2 separate regions of the Sus scrofa genome follow, and region 2 is linked to region 1. Evidence: chromatin contacts called from public Hi-C data. All regions are on one chromosome and are shown on one strand. Each heading gives the region's core, a stretch centred on a gene start, on an enhancer-like site or on the middle of the called end of the contact. The rest is flanking DNA. Distances are from core to core; before and after follow the strand shown.

Region 1 (6,359 bases), core at 2,587-5,086:
AAGACACAAAGCTCTATCAAGGGTTTACAGGGCCTAGATTAAAAGAGAACTGCGTTCAGTATTTTGAACGAGCTCTTTTTTGGGGCGGGTACCTTTATTAGTTGTCTATTGCTGTGTAAAAAAAAAAAAACCTCAAAATTTGTCAGGTTAAAATGACAATTGTTTATTATCTCACACAGTCTCTGTGGGTCAGGGATCCAAGAGTAGCTTGGATGGGTGATCCTGGCTCAGGATCTCTCATGAGGTTAAGAACTGAATGGGGCTACTGTCATCTGAAGGACTGACTGGGGCAGGATGGCTCACTCATAGGCCTGGAAAGTTAGTGCTGATTGTTGGCAGGTGGCCTCAGTTCCTCACCACATGGACATCCCATAGGGCTGCTCAAGTGTCATCATGACACGGCAGCTTGCTTCCTCCAGAGCGAGTAACCCGAGGGAGAGAGCAAAGAGGAACCCACAAGTCTATGATCCAGTCTTGGAGGTCACATACTCTCACATCTGCCACTCTCTCTTTTGAGAAAATTTAAATATTAACTGGTAACAGGTATTAAGTACTAAGGGGTAAAGACAAGTCTAAAGGATACAGAAATAATCGTTACAGGGAATAGCCACTACGTATAGGGTGAGGCTGAATACTCAAGGAAGGACAATTTTGAAAGAGCCTTCTCACCTCCACTGTTAGCTTGGATTCAGACTTCACTAGAAAGAGGACAGTTATGGCCTGTTGGATGGTGAAGTGTGTGTGCGCTGAGAGAGGGATAACAGTTCTGCAGACTATTTGCTGCCGTGTGCCACCACAAGGGCAAGAAGGAAAAGAAAATATTCTGGAATGAGGAAAAGAAGACTCTTCATTTGGCTGCTTCCCTCTAGGTCTCTGTATTGACAGCAGTCAACACTGTGCCAGCTGGCAGGGGAGAAATACTTACAGGGCCCTACTCCAGTATTTCAAAGAATGGAAAAGAAGGGTGGATTTGGAACTGAGAGGCTATAAATTGATAGTAGGCACACATATGCTCTGCTGCAGAAAATCAATGTATGTGATTATAAAATGCTGACCTAGAACCCACTGGGGGTGTTACATTATATATATAGTATGTGCATCATACAGCCTTTGTACAATCGCAACAGTTCTGAATTCTGAGCATATCTGGACTTCAGGTTTTTGGTTCAGGGATTGTAGACCTGTACCAGCTTTCTTTTTTGTTAGCTATCTGTGTAGAGCTATCTGAAAAATAGAGGGAACATATGCCTCAAGGTCTTCTGCCTTTATAGATGACCAAATCTAATCACCAGCTGGCATCAAGCTTGAGTCAATAAAAATACCTGAGCACCTGAGATCTTGTTTGAGACAAGGAGAGAACAAAGTGATAAGCCTGCCTCTTCAACAGCTTGGGAACAACTTCTGTCCTATATAATAACTTTTTCATCTCACTGAGCTCCTGGAGTTTGACCCAATAATATTAGTATTTTCTCCTCTTAAGGTGGGATATGGTTTTAATAAAAGGACAGAAACCTTGAGTTATCTCCATTACAGTCCCATTGCCAAGGGTTGCAAGCTCAAATATCTATATGGATTCAGCATACAAGTTAAATGAGTAAAGACAACAGGGAGCTGTGGTAACAGTGGCAATCTATAGCGTACATGCTTTGAACAAAGAAGGTAATTGCTACTTAACTTCTGCATATTTTTGCCATGCAGATCTGATAGTCGAATAGTCTAACTTTCCAAGAGAAGTTAGAAATTCAGATTTTAAAATGTGAAACTATCAAATTTTGAAACAATAAAAAAGACAGTGCAGGATAAACAGACACATGGAGGGGTTCATATTCAGCTGTGACTCCTATCCTAATCTCAGCTGCTAGGTCCTGTGACAAGTGCTGGCCCTTAAAGGCCCTGATTACTGTTACACTGGGGGCCCCCAATGCACGACGACTCTCTGTATTCACAACCTTGTGTAGACCCTTCCACCCCGACTCTGGGCTTGGCCATATGGCTTGTTTTGGCCAGTGACACACTAACAACTGTGGTGCAACCAGAGGCTTGATAAGTATTTGCTCAACGGGGTTTGTCCTCTTGGAAGTTAGTCACCATGCAGAAGCCTGAACGGTAAAAAGTCAGGTAAAGAGAGAGGCCCTGGAGGATGAGGAAGCTGTTTTGATGAGCTCCCAGCTGACTGCAGTCTCATGAGTAATCTCGGCTTATACTACGTGGGACCAGCTGAGTCCAGTTAACCCACACAATTGCAAAGAATAAGAAAGCACTGTTATTTTAAACTTCTAAGTCTTAGAGGTAGTTTATGATGATGCAATAGGTAGCTGAAATAGAGGTCATTTATTCCAATCCCTTTATTTAACTAATGAATGTCTCAAAGCCTAGAGAGGCAAAGGGGTCTGGTGAAATTCAGACACCATGTTAGGAATAATAGCTTTTTAATTCTGTGTTCTTCCTATTGCTTTTCTTTCAATTCCCTAAGTAGAAAGCATCGGATAAGGGCCATTAAACTTAAAACTGTATTGAACAGAACTTACACTGTGTCCTGCATGCATACAAATTACTGTAGCAATTCGGTGCTTGGAAATGGAAAGACTTAGAGGTCATCTAGTCCCTTCCCTTTACAGGTGCAGAAAATGCAAAACACTTGAGAAAGAGAACAGTAGCCTTTGACATTTGGCAGCTGGCCTGATACAATCAAACAGGCAGTAATGTTACTAGATGATAGCCTGGTCCTCTTAGCTAGGCCTCGTGTTTTCTTGTTGAACCTAATTTCATAGAACATAAATGTTAGACAAAGCCATTCTATGGCCATGATAGACCAATACAAAAGCGAAACCACTCCTAATTAAATCTGAACACAGATCAAACAGGGACATTGTTCAAACCACAAAAAATGACCAAATAGCCCTTATTCTGGTAATGAGGGACTCCTGCTTCTCTACCAATCAGGACTTCAGCCTCGTCTAGTAGTCCTTCCGTCTAGATAACATTTACTGAGATGCCCAATCATAAAATTACCTCCACTTTCTGACAGCATCTTATCCAGGGTAAAGTCCCACTTTCTTAAACCCTCATCCAAATCACCTGACAACTCCTCCTGAGATGCCCCACAGTTCTTCATGGTGTGTGTTCTCTCTCTCTGCAACCAGCAATAAACCCAACCTGTTAATTCTCAGCGGGCCTTTGTCGTCTTTGGTTTGAGGTTACTGACAGACCTGATAAGGTTTATACCGAGCTGGAGGCAGAATTCACTGGGCATCTCCAGCTGTGTTCCTTCTTATGGTTAATGTCTGTCTTCCCCCTACCAGAATTACGCTGCGTGAGAAGAGAAGCCTTGTCTGTAGGGATCAGAGCTGATTCCCAGGGCCTAGGCTAGTGACGAGCAGAGGCTGGAAGTTTAAAAGATACTTTCTAAACGAATGAATAATAGGTTCTCTTTCACCTCTCAGTTCCTCCCAGTACGTGGTGCACAGAGACCACAAAACTCCTCTTTCTCAACTAAATTTCCAAACCCCTCTTGGGACGCCACTCTTGGGACGCCCATGCTCTCAGAGCCTCCTTCTCTGCCCGAGCTCTCTCGCTCGCTGGCCCCCCTCCGACACTTGAGCCCCAAGACCATCCCTTCCTAGAACCCACCTGTCGCCAACACCTCACCCTGCCACAGAGGCCAGACCAACCGTGCCGTTACTTAGGTGTCGAGCGGGCACTGCAGGCACAGACCGCGCATGTGCGGAAATCGGTCGCGCACGCAGGATCGCTGGCAAGTGAAGAGTTGCCTTGGAGTTTCCGTCCGGGTCCGGGGAGCCTCGGGCTGCCAGGAAGTCAGAAGAAACTAGCCGGAAAGAGAACCCGCGCGCAGGGCTTTCTGGGATATGTAGTAGGCGCGCACCTGAAGCCCCACCTTGAGGAAGCCCGTAATTCTTTAGGTCTGCACGTCTCTCATTCGCAGTCCCGTGCTACTTTCGGCTGAGAATTCAGCTTCGGACGGCTAGGAGAGATTGGTCTGGCGGGGTCTTCTCGTTCCCACAACGCTCTGCGGGACCCGCGGCGCCTGCCGGGAGCTGTAGTCCTCGCTCTGCGTACTGCGTTCGCCGAGGGGGAGGGCGGAGCTGCCGGCGGCCCGGGCGGGCTGGCAGCTAGAGTGGGTGCGATAGCCGCCTCCGCCTCTGCCGCCTCCGCCGTCGCCTCCTCCGCCCGGGCCGTTCGCTGCTGCGCGGGGAGAGCGAGGCGGGGCCGCCAGGGCCGCCATGGAGCCCGACTCGGTGATTGAGGACAAGACCATCGAGCTCATGGTGAGTGCGGCCCGCTGGACCGTCCGTTCTTCCGTCCGTCCGGCCCCGGGCGGGCCTGCCCATCTCAACGTCCGGCGCGAGGCCGGCCCTGGCCCTTCCCCGCTGCCTCGGCCCGAACCTGGGCCCTCCGGCCCGGCGCGCTTTACTCCGGATCCCTCGAGATCTCAGGCCGGACCTGGTCCGGCCCCCTCCATGCCCCTCGGTTTTCCTCCCTCCCTCCCTTCTCTCCTGTCTCTGGGCCCATCCCTGGAACGACCCTCGCTCGCTTGTGCTGTGGCCTTAGCTCACACTCGCTCAAGCATCTCCTTCCTCCCTTAGAAGGGGTTTTCTGTTTTTTCTTTTTCTAATTCTCCGGCCAGGCCTGCATCGCTCTTGCAAGCCCCACTCAGGCCGAGTGAGATGGTGATGGGAGGGGGTACAGAGAAGATCGACCTGGGGTCTCGGCCTCTGCGTCCTAGAAGGGGTCTCTCAGCACCCTCTTCTCAAGCCAGGGCTGTGTGGATGCCGGCATAGGCCCTACAGGGGTGGAGGTGGGGAGCTCTCGGGTTTGAGGCTGTGACCGATAAGGGGCCTCTTTCCTGGGCCCCTGTGGTGTCCGGCTTCTCGGACAAAGGGTTTCCTACCCGGCCGAGAGGGATGTTTGGATAGCGAGGCCCCAGGTACTCTGGATTCCATCTCCCAGGAAAGAGACACTGTAACTTCACGTTTTCCAGAGCCGCTCTGGGAAATTGGGGAGGGGGAAGAGGGCTTGTCCTCATCTGCGCCGCCAGTTCTTTCTTCTAGAAAAGGAGTAGGAGAGAATCCTAGGCCCCTGGGAAATCGATCACTCTTCTGTTAGAAACCTTTGGTACCCAGGCCAGACCCTCTGGCCCCACGAATCCCAACCCCCCCTCCGCCTTGGGACTTGGAGCCTAAGGTTTTTAGAAACAGGGCCACGAGAGAGTGGCTAGTAGAAACGAAGAACTTGCTCTTTGGTGGATGACTTGGTGGAAGAAATAAAATATGATAGCTATTACCTGCCAATTGGAATACTAGGGAAATCAAACTGGGCTCTGGAGAGCTGGGAGGGGAAGCTCTTTGCCTCAGCAAATGGACAGGCCCAGGCTTTCTTCCTGTGGAAATCTTGACAGTTTCTTTGTATCTCTTCTAATACAGTAACAACTTCTACTCTAAGGTTGAGAGGAAAGGTGAAAGAATCTACTTAACACAGCAAAACGTTTTCCTAGCCAGATTTTCTCCAGTGTGAAAATGTTTATTGAGTCAGTGATTCCACTGGGTAGGGTCGGTGACATCAGAGCCACTTCCCCCATTTAATGCTATAAATAATAAATGGTGACATTGAAAGTCTGTTGGATAGCTGCATGGTGTCTGTGGATGATGGTATCTGGGGAGTTGAGGTGCATGTTTTAAAAATGGAAGTACAGTAGCATAAATATGGAGGCAGCTTAATATTTGCTGTCCTTTGCATAATTCACTAGACTTCTTCAGCAGTCTTGAAAACTAGAGGGGAAAAAAAGCTCTGGTAGTTTCTGGGGTGTGTGTGTGCGTGCGCGCACTGGTGTGGTTGCTTTCTAAGGGATACTGTCACCATAAGTTTGATTTTCATTTATTAAGTAATTTATTAAGTAATTTTTCCTTTCAGTAAAGTTTATCAAACTTTTGTAATCAAGCCTTTGATAATCTGCAAATTTTGTAAGGGGTTATTTTAGTAAAATATCTTAACTGGAATTGCATATATAGTATATATGCTTACATGTATGTGTAATACATGTATTTACAACAGGAGTGCTTCATATCGAAAATTGTAACTTGGGGGGAGTTCTCGTCGTGGCGCAGTGGTTAACGAATCCGACTAGGAACCATGAGGTTGCGGGTTCGATCCCTGCCCTTGCTCAGTGGATTAAGGATCCGGCGTTGCCGTGAGCTGTGGTGTAGGTCGCAGACACGGCTCGGATCCAGCATTGCTGTGGCTCTGGCGTAGGCTGGCAGCTACAGCTCCAATTAGACCCCTAGCCTGGGAATCTCCCATATGCCGCGGGAGCGGCCCAAGAAATGGCAAAAAGACAAAAAAAA
Region 2 (6,359 bases), core at 1,114-3,613, 60 kb after region 1:
TGATTTTTTTCCTTCTATGGAAATTATTTCTTCATCAAATATATGACGAGTTTTCATAAATTTGAAAAGCAGACTTAATCTCTGTTAATAGGAGGTAAAGATTAATATTTCTAATACCTGTTATACCTTCTTGATTATGTTTATTCCTCTGAACTTTCGTTTTTGGTCCTCTTGATCCGCTTTATATTGAGAATAGTGTGTGTTAGTGTATTTTTAATCCCTGTTTCTGCGTATCTTTTACTTTCTTTTCATGATGTGTTTATTTTCTTTGCACTCTTATTTTTGACCTTTCTAGTTAAACTTTGGAAGATGTATATTTTTGTTCTGTTGTTTGCCATTTACTTATAATATTTAAAATGCTTAAAATTCTTGGAATTTTATTTAATATTTCATTAATAAGTTTATCAGTTTTTAATGGTATTTTTTAACTCCCTCCTATTGCCTAGTCAGGAGTCGTTTCCGCTTCTGATCCCTTCTCCTTCCAACTTTTAAGGTGTATTACTCCTGTTTTTCTGAATGTATGACATATTCCTCAACCCCCATCTTCTTCTTTGTTTTATTCTTATATCTGTACCATAATTAGTTATTTTTAAATGTTAACCATTAATTTTTATGCTAAAGTTTTCTGAGTCATCTCTTGGTTACTTAGGAAGGGCTCAAGGATACAGAATACCTGACCCATTTAAAACTTTTGTTGTCTTTGGTTATAAAATCTTTGCTTTACACTTTCTTTTATACAGTTTTTGGAAAGTGCTGTTCAACTAATGCCTTGCTTGGTACTTTGCTTTTATGATATTTGATGCTAATCTGATTCATGCTCTTTTCTAAGTTTTCTTTTAATTAAAACAATTTTTTTTTTTGACTGGAAACTGAGAAATCTCTTCTTTTATTTTAGCATCTGATAATTTTCCTAGGATATCTCTAGGAGTTTAATAGGAGGGAGCCAATTTTTCCCTAGTATCTGGAGACCTTTTTAACAGGCAGTTCAGATTTCCTTTTATTTGTGGAAAATTTTCTTGAATTATAGTGTTATCGAACCAAACTGGGAACTGTTTGCATGCACACAACACAGTAAGGCCAATCCACTGACAGTGGGTTGTGATGAAAAAAAGTGCAGTGTTTATTGCAGGGCACCAAGCTAGGAGTCCAGGGCAGCTAGTGCTCAAAATACTTGGATTCTCTGAAGGGTTTCTGGAAAGGCTTTTTAAAGTCCAGGTGATGGATGGAGGGGTGTCCCGGGTGTGTGATCAGCTTGTGCACAATTCTGTGGTTGGTTGATGTGAGGTGACAGGGTGGTGTTCTAGGGGTTAACATTATCAGTCCTTAGGCTTCAGTAGGCCTGAGGGCTCTGTGCTCATGGTCATCAGAAAGTTAACATTTTCTGTTTGGTGGGAGTTTTAGCATGTATAAAACAGTTCAGGAAATATGCACCAGATGCTGTTACCTAGGTGCTAGAGAGAAGCTAAAGCAAAGGATGTGGGGGAGGGATCTGTCCCTGGAAGGCCCTATAGGGTCCTACTCAGTTATAAAAAATGACAGCTTTATTGAGTTATAATTCACACATCATACAGTTTTCCCATTTGAAGTGTATAGTGCACTGATTTTTAGCATATTCACAGCTGTGCAGCCATTACGAAAATCAATTTAGAACATTTTCATCATGTCAGAATGAAACCCTTTCAGCTATCATTCCCCATTTTTCCTCACTCACTTAGCTCTAGGTAACCCCTTGGATTCTAGTTTTAAATGTTAATTGTTTCATTATTTGTGTGTGGGTGTGTTTAGAAACTCCAATTATACATAGGTATTCTGTTTTTCTTCCATTTCTACCACTTCTCTGTTTCCCATTTTGTGTCTTTATCTCATTTTCATTCTCTTAGGTTATTTCCCTGCTTTTCTTCAATGCCTCTTTTTCATTTTTCGTTTGAATTTATCATTTTGGGGGCATTGTAAGTTACTTTCATTTCTATTATAATCTTATTTTTATTTTCTCAGTTAAATCTTATTCATTTCTTTCTGCTTTTGGTGTATGTCCTTTCTTGAGTTTTGAATTTCTGATTCAAAGCATATAAAAAATAACATCAAATACTTGTTTGAACATACTTAGTTCAGTTTGGAGTACTCTTTTCAATTAGATTCCATAAGAGCAGTATGCCAGAACACACTAAGACGTACATGGTGTATAATAAATTTATTTTTCTCATAACTATTGACATATACTTACTGCCATTTTTTATCTTCTTTGATGAGGTGTCTGTTCATGTCTTCTTTCCACTTTTAAAATTGTCTTCTTCTTTTTTTTAATGGTCTCACCTGCGGCACAGGAAAGTCCATTGGCCAGGGATTGAGTACAACCTTTGCCTCAGCTACAGCTTTGGCAGTGCCAGGTCCTTTAACCCACTGCACCAGGCCTGGGATCAAACCTATGCCTCCTAAGGATCCAAGCCATTGCAGTTGGATTCTTAACCTGCTATGCCACAACAAGAATTCCACTTGTTCATTTTCTTACTAAGTTTTAAGAGGGTTTTTTGGGGGTGGTGGTTATATTTTGGCTAACAGTCCTTTATCAAATTTGTCTTTTGCAATTATTTATTCTAAGTGTGTGGTTTCTCTTTTCATTCTCTCTTGACAGTGTCTTTCACAGAGCAGGAAGTTTTTAATTTTAATGAATTCTGGCTTATCAGTTATTTCTTTAACAGATTGTGCCTCCAGTGTTTGTATCAAAAAGGTCTTCATCAGGGAGTTCCCATTGTGGCGCAGTGGTTAACAAATCCGACTAGGAACCATGAGGTTGCAGGTTCAATCCCTGCCCTTGCTCAGTGGGTTAATGATCCGGCGTTGCCGTGAGCTGTGGTGTAGGCCGGTGGCTACAGCTCTGATTAGACCCCTAGCCTGGGAACCTCCATATGCCGCTGGAGTGACCCAAGAAATAGCAAAAAGACCCAAAAAATAAATAAATAAATAAAAAGTCTTCATCATACTCAAGGTCACCTAGATGTTCTTCTGTGTGTTCCAGTATCATTTGTTGAAATTATCTTTGCTCCATTGTGTTGCCTTTGCTCCTCTGTCAAAGATTGGCTGACTGTATTTATGTGAGTCTCTTTCTGGACTCTCTCTTCTGTTTCATTGATCTATTTGTCTTTCTTTCAGCAGTAACCATGCACTGTCATGATTAGTCTTGCTTTACAGTAATTCTTGAAGTTAGGAAGTGTCAGTCCTTTGACTTTCTTCTTTTAATATTGTGCTGGTTATTCAAGAACTCTTAACCTCTTCATTGAGTTTCGTGTAGCTTCATTTGTTCTTTTTATTTTTTGTATCCTGTGACTTTGCTGATGTCACACGTTAGTCTACTTGTTTTGTATGTTCCTATGGAGTTTTTTTATAGACAGTCATGTCTTATGGATCCTTTCTGATATTTATGCCTTTTATTTCTTTTTCTTGCCTTATTGCACTTGCTGTGACTAGTGAAATTTTTATTGACTAGAAGTGTGACAATGGTTATTCTACTTTTGTTCTAGAGTACAGTGGAAAGTGTTTCATCTTTTACCATTAAGTATGATATTAGCTATAAAATTTTAAAGATACATGTCCTTTATCATATTAAGTTACCCAAGAGTTTTTAATCAAGTGGTTTTTGAATTTTGTTTTATGCCCTAAATGCATTTATCGAAATTATCATATAACTTCTCTTCTTTTAATATGGTCTGTTAACACTAATTTTTTCTTTTTTTTTTTTTGGAATGTTCAGCCAATGTTTAATTCTGAGAAAGCCCCAACTGATCATGATGAAGTACCCTTTTTATATAATTTTGTATTTGATTTGCTAATATTCTGTTGAGTATACTTTTCTCTTTGTACCTGAAGGTAATTGGTCAATTCTTTTTTGATGATGTCTTTTTTAGGTTTTAGCATTAGGATTATCCTAATAAAATGAATAATCACCTCTGTTTCAAAAAAGAGTTTGGTAAAATTTGCTGTTATTTCTTCCTTAAATGTTTGATAGTATTTATTAGTGAAGCCAGTTAGACCTTGAGTTTGCTTTGTGGGAAAGTTTTTGTTTTTGTGTAGCACTTAAATTTTTTAAGAAGTTGACTTTTTTGATATATATTTCATATATAATAAAATTCACCAATTTTAAGTCTATAGTTCATTTAGTTTTGACAGATGGATGTAGTGTAATATCCACAACAATCATATATTTGTTTTCTTTTTCTTGTGATGTGTTTGATAGGTTTTTGTTATCAAATTACTTGAGTTCAAAATACAGTTAGAGGAGTTCCCGTTGTGGCCCAGTGGTTAATGAATCCGACTAGGAACCATGAGGTTGTGGGTTCAATCCCTGGCCTTGCTCAGTGGGTTAAGGATCCAGTGTTGCCGTGAGCTGTGGTATAGGCCAGTGGCTATAGCTCCGATTTGACCCCTAGCCTGGGAACCTCCATATGCCACAGGAGCAGCCCTAGAAATGGCAAAAAGACAAAAAAAAAAAAAAAATACAGTTAGAGATGTTCCTTTTTCATCTGCTTTTTGGAAAATTTGTATAGAATTGATACTTTTTGTTTCTTCCTTAAATAAAGAAAAAATTTACACTAAAGCTACTTTCTTCAGTAGACGTAGGGCTATTGAGGTTATCCATTTCTTCTTGTTATCTTTTAAGGAATTTGTCCCTCTCATGAGTTGTGGAATGTATTAGTATAAATTTCTCCTATTCCTTTATTTTCCTTTATACTTATAGGATCTGAACTCATGTTCCTACTTTTATTTGAGATAGGAAATTTTTTTCATAGATGATTTTTTCCTTATCAGTCTGGCTAGAAGTTTATCAGTTTTATTGATTGTTTGAGACATGACTTTTGGTTTATTATTTTTTTGTATGTTTGTTTTGTTTTCTGTTGTGTTAATTTTGGACCTCATCTTTATTATTTCCTTCCTGCTGCTTATTTTGGGTTTGTTTTGCTAATTTTCTAGTTTTTAATGGTGGAAGCTTAGATTATTGCTTTGAAGACCATTTTCTTTTCTAATACATGCATTTAATGCTCTCTAATCTCTGCTTTAGGTATATCCCATAATATTTAATATTTTTAATTTTAATTTTAATTTTATTCACAATATTTTCTAATTTTCCTTGTGATTTTTTTTGAACCCTGTGTTGTTTAGTGATGCATTGTTTAATTTCCAAACATTTTTAGATTAATTCTTTGTCATTCCAAAACATATTTTGTATGATTTCAGTCCTTTTAAATTTATTGAACCCTGTTTTATGGCCCAGAATAGCATTTATCTTGGTGAATGTTTGTTTCTACTTGGAAAGAATGTGTTCCTTTCTTGGGTAGAGTGTTCTATAACTGTCAGTTAGCTTTAGTTGACTGATATTTGTTATTCATGTCCTCTATATTTTATTCTTTTCTGTCTGCATGTTCTATGCATAACTGAGGAGTGTTGAAGTCTCCAAATATGAATTTGGGTTTATCCATTTCTCCTTTGAATATGTTATTGTTTTTTTCCCCCACACATATTTTTTTGTTGTTGTTTGTTTATTTTTTTTTATTATTACTCAAATGAATTTATCACATCTGTAGTTGTATAATGATCATAACAATCCAATTTCACAGGATTTCCATCCCACAACCCAAGCACAATATGTCCCCCAGTCTATGGTTTTGTTTTTTTTTTTTTCCTTTTAGGGCTGTACCCACAGCACATGGAAGTTCATAGGCTAGGGGTCCAGTCGGAGCTACAGTTCCCAGCCTACAACACAGCCAGAGCAATGCAGGATCCAAGCCACGTCTGCCACCTACACCACAGTTCATGGCAATGCCAGATCCTTTACCTACTGAGTGAGGCCAGGGGTCGAACTTTTGTCCTCATGATACTAGTTGGATTCATTTCCACTGCACCACAAGGGGAACTCCTGTGGTGTTTTGTTATAGCAGCTCAACCTAGCTAAGTCAGTCATTATCTCTGCTTTTTTTTTTTTTTTTTTAATTTTTATTTTTTTCCCACTGTACAGCAAGGGGATCAAGTCATCCCTACATGTATACATTACAATTACATCTTTTTTCCCCACCCTTTGTTCTGTTGCAACATGAGTATCTAGACAAAGTTCTCAATGCTATTCAGCTGGATCTCCTTGTAAATCTATTCTAAGTCCCACACGTATTTTAAAGCTCTGTTAGGAATTCCTTTGTTGGTGCAGCAGGTTAAATACTAAGCAGGTTAATGTTAAGTATCTGGTGCAGCAGCCTGGGTGGCCGCTGTGGTGCAGCACTGTTCAGTCCCTAGCCCAGTAAACATCCACATGCTACAGGCACAGTCCAAAAAAAAAAAAAAAGAGAGAGAGAGACTCTTGTTAGCCAAGGGCA

Evidence for each region. Hi-C and Micro-C count contacts between places; a contact is called where the count stands out from the background.
Region 2: a Hi-C map of liver shows a contact between it and region 1, with 1.8 times the contacts expected there. The contact joins the enhancer-like site here to the promoter of FBXW11 in region 1. A contact is called at or near these places in 4 of 5 promoter capture datasets (fetal skeletal muscle, liver and skeletal muscle), 14 of 47 Hi-C or Micro-C datasets (blood, embryonic fibroblasts, epiblast stem cells and 5 more) and 2 of 2 datasets of contacts at active chromatin or transcription factors (alveolar macrophages and skeletal muscle).

What each region holds. Positions count from the first base shown.
Region 1 is chr16:52,208,565-52,214,923 of Sscrofa11.1, forward strand. FBXW11 (F-box/WD repeat-containing protein 11) reads left to right here and starts at 3,837. Exons shown (of 14, transcript XM_021077115.1): 1 at 3,837-4,286. The coding sequence starts at 4,242.
Region 2 is chr16:52,269,903-52,276,261 of Sscrofa11.1, forward strand. The region is part of intron 2 of FBXW11 (F-box/WD repeat-containing protein 11); the gene reads left to right. Among named protein-coding and RNA genes, the nearest start is that of FBXW11, 61 kb to the left of the region's middle. Within about 2 kb of position 2,364, at least 2 of the 83 cell types and tissues checked have an H3K27ac peak or open chromatin away from gene starts, as enhancers often do. A contact at or near this core is called in liver, where this site is marked.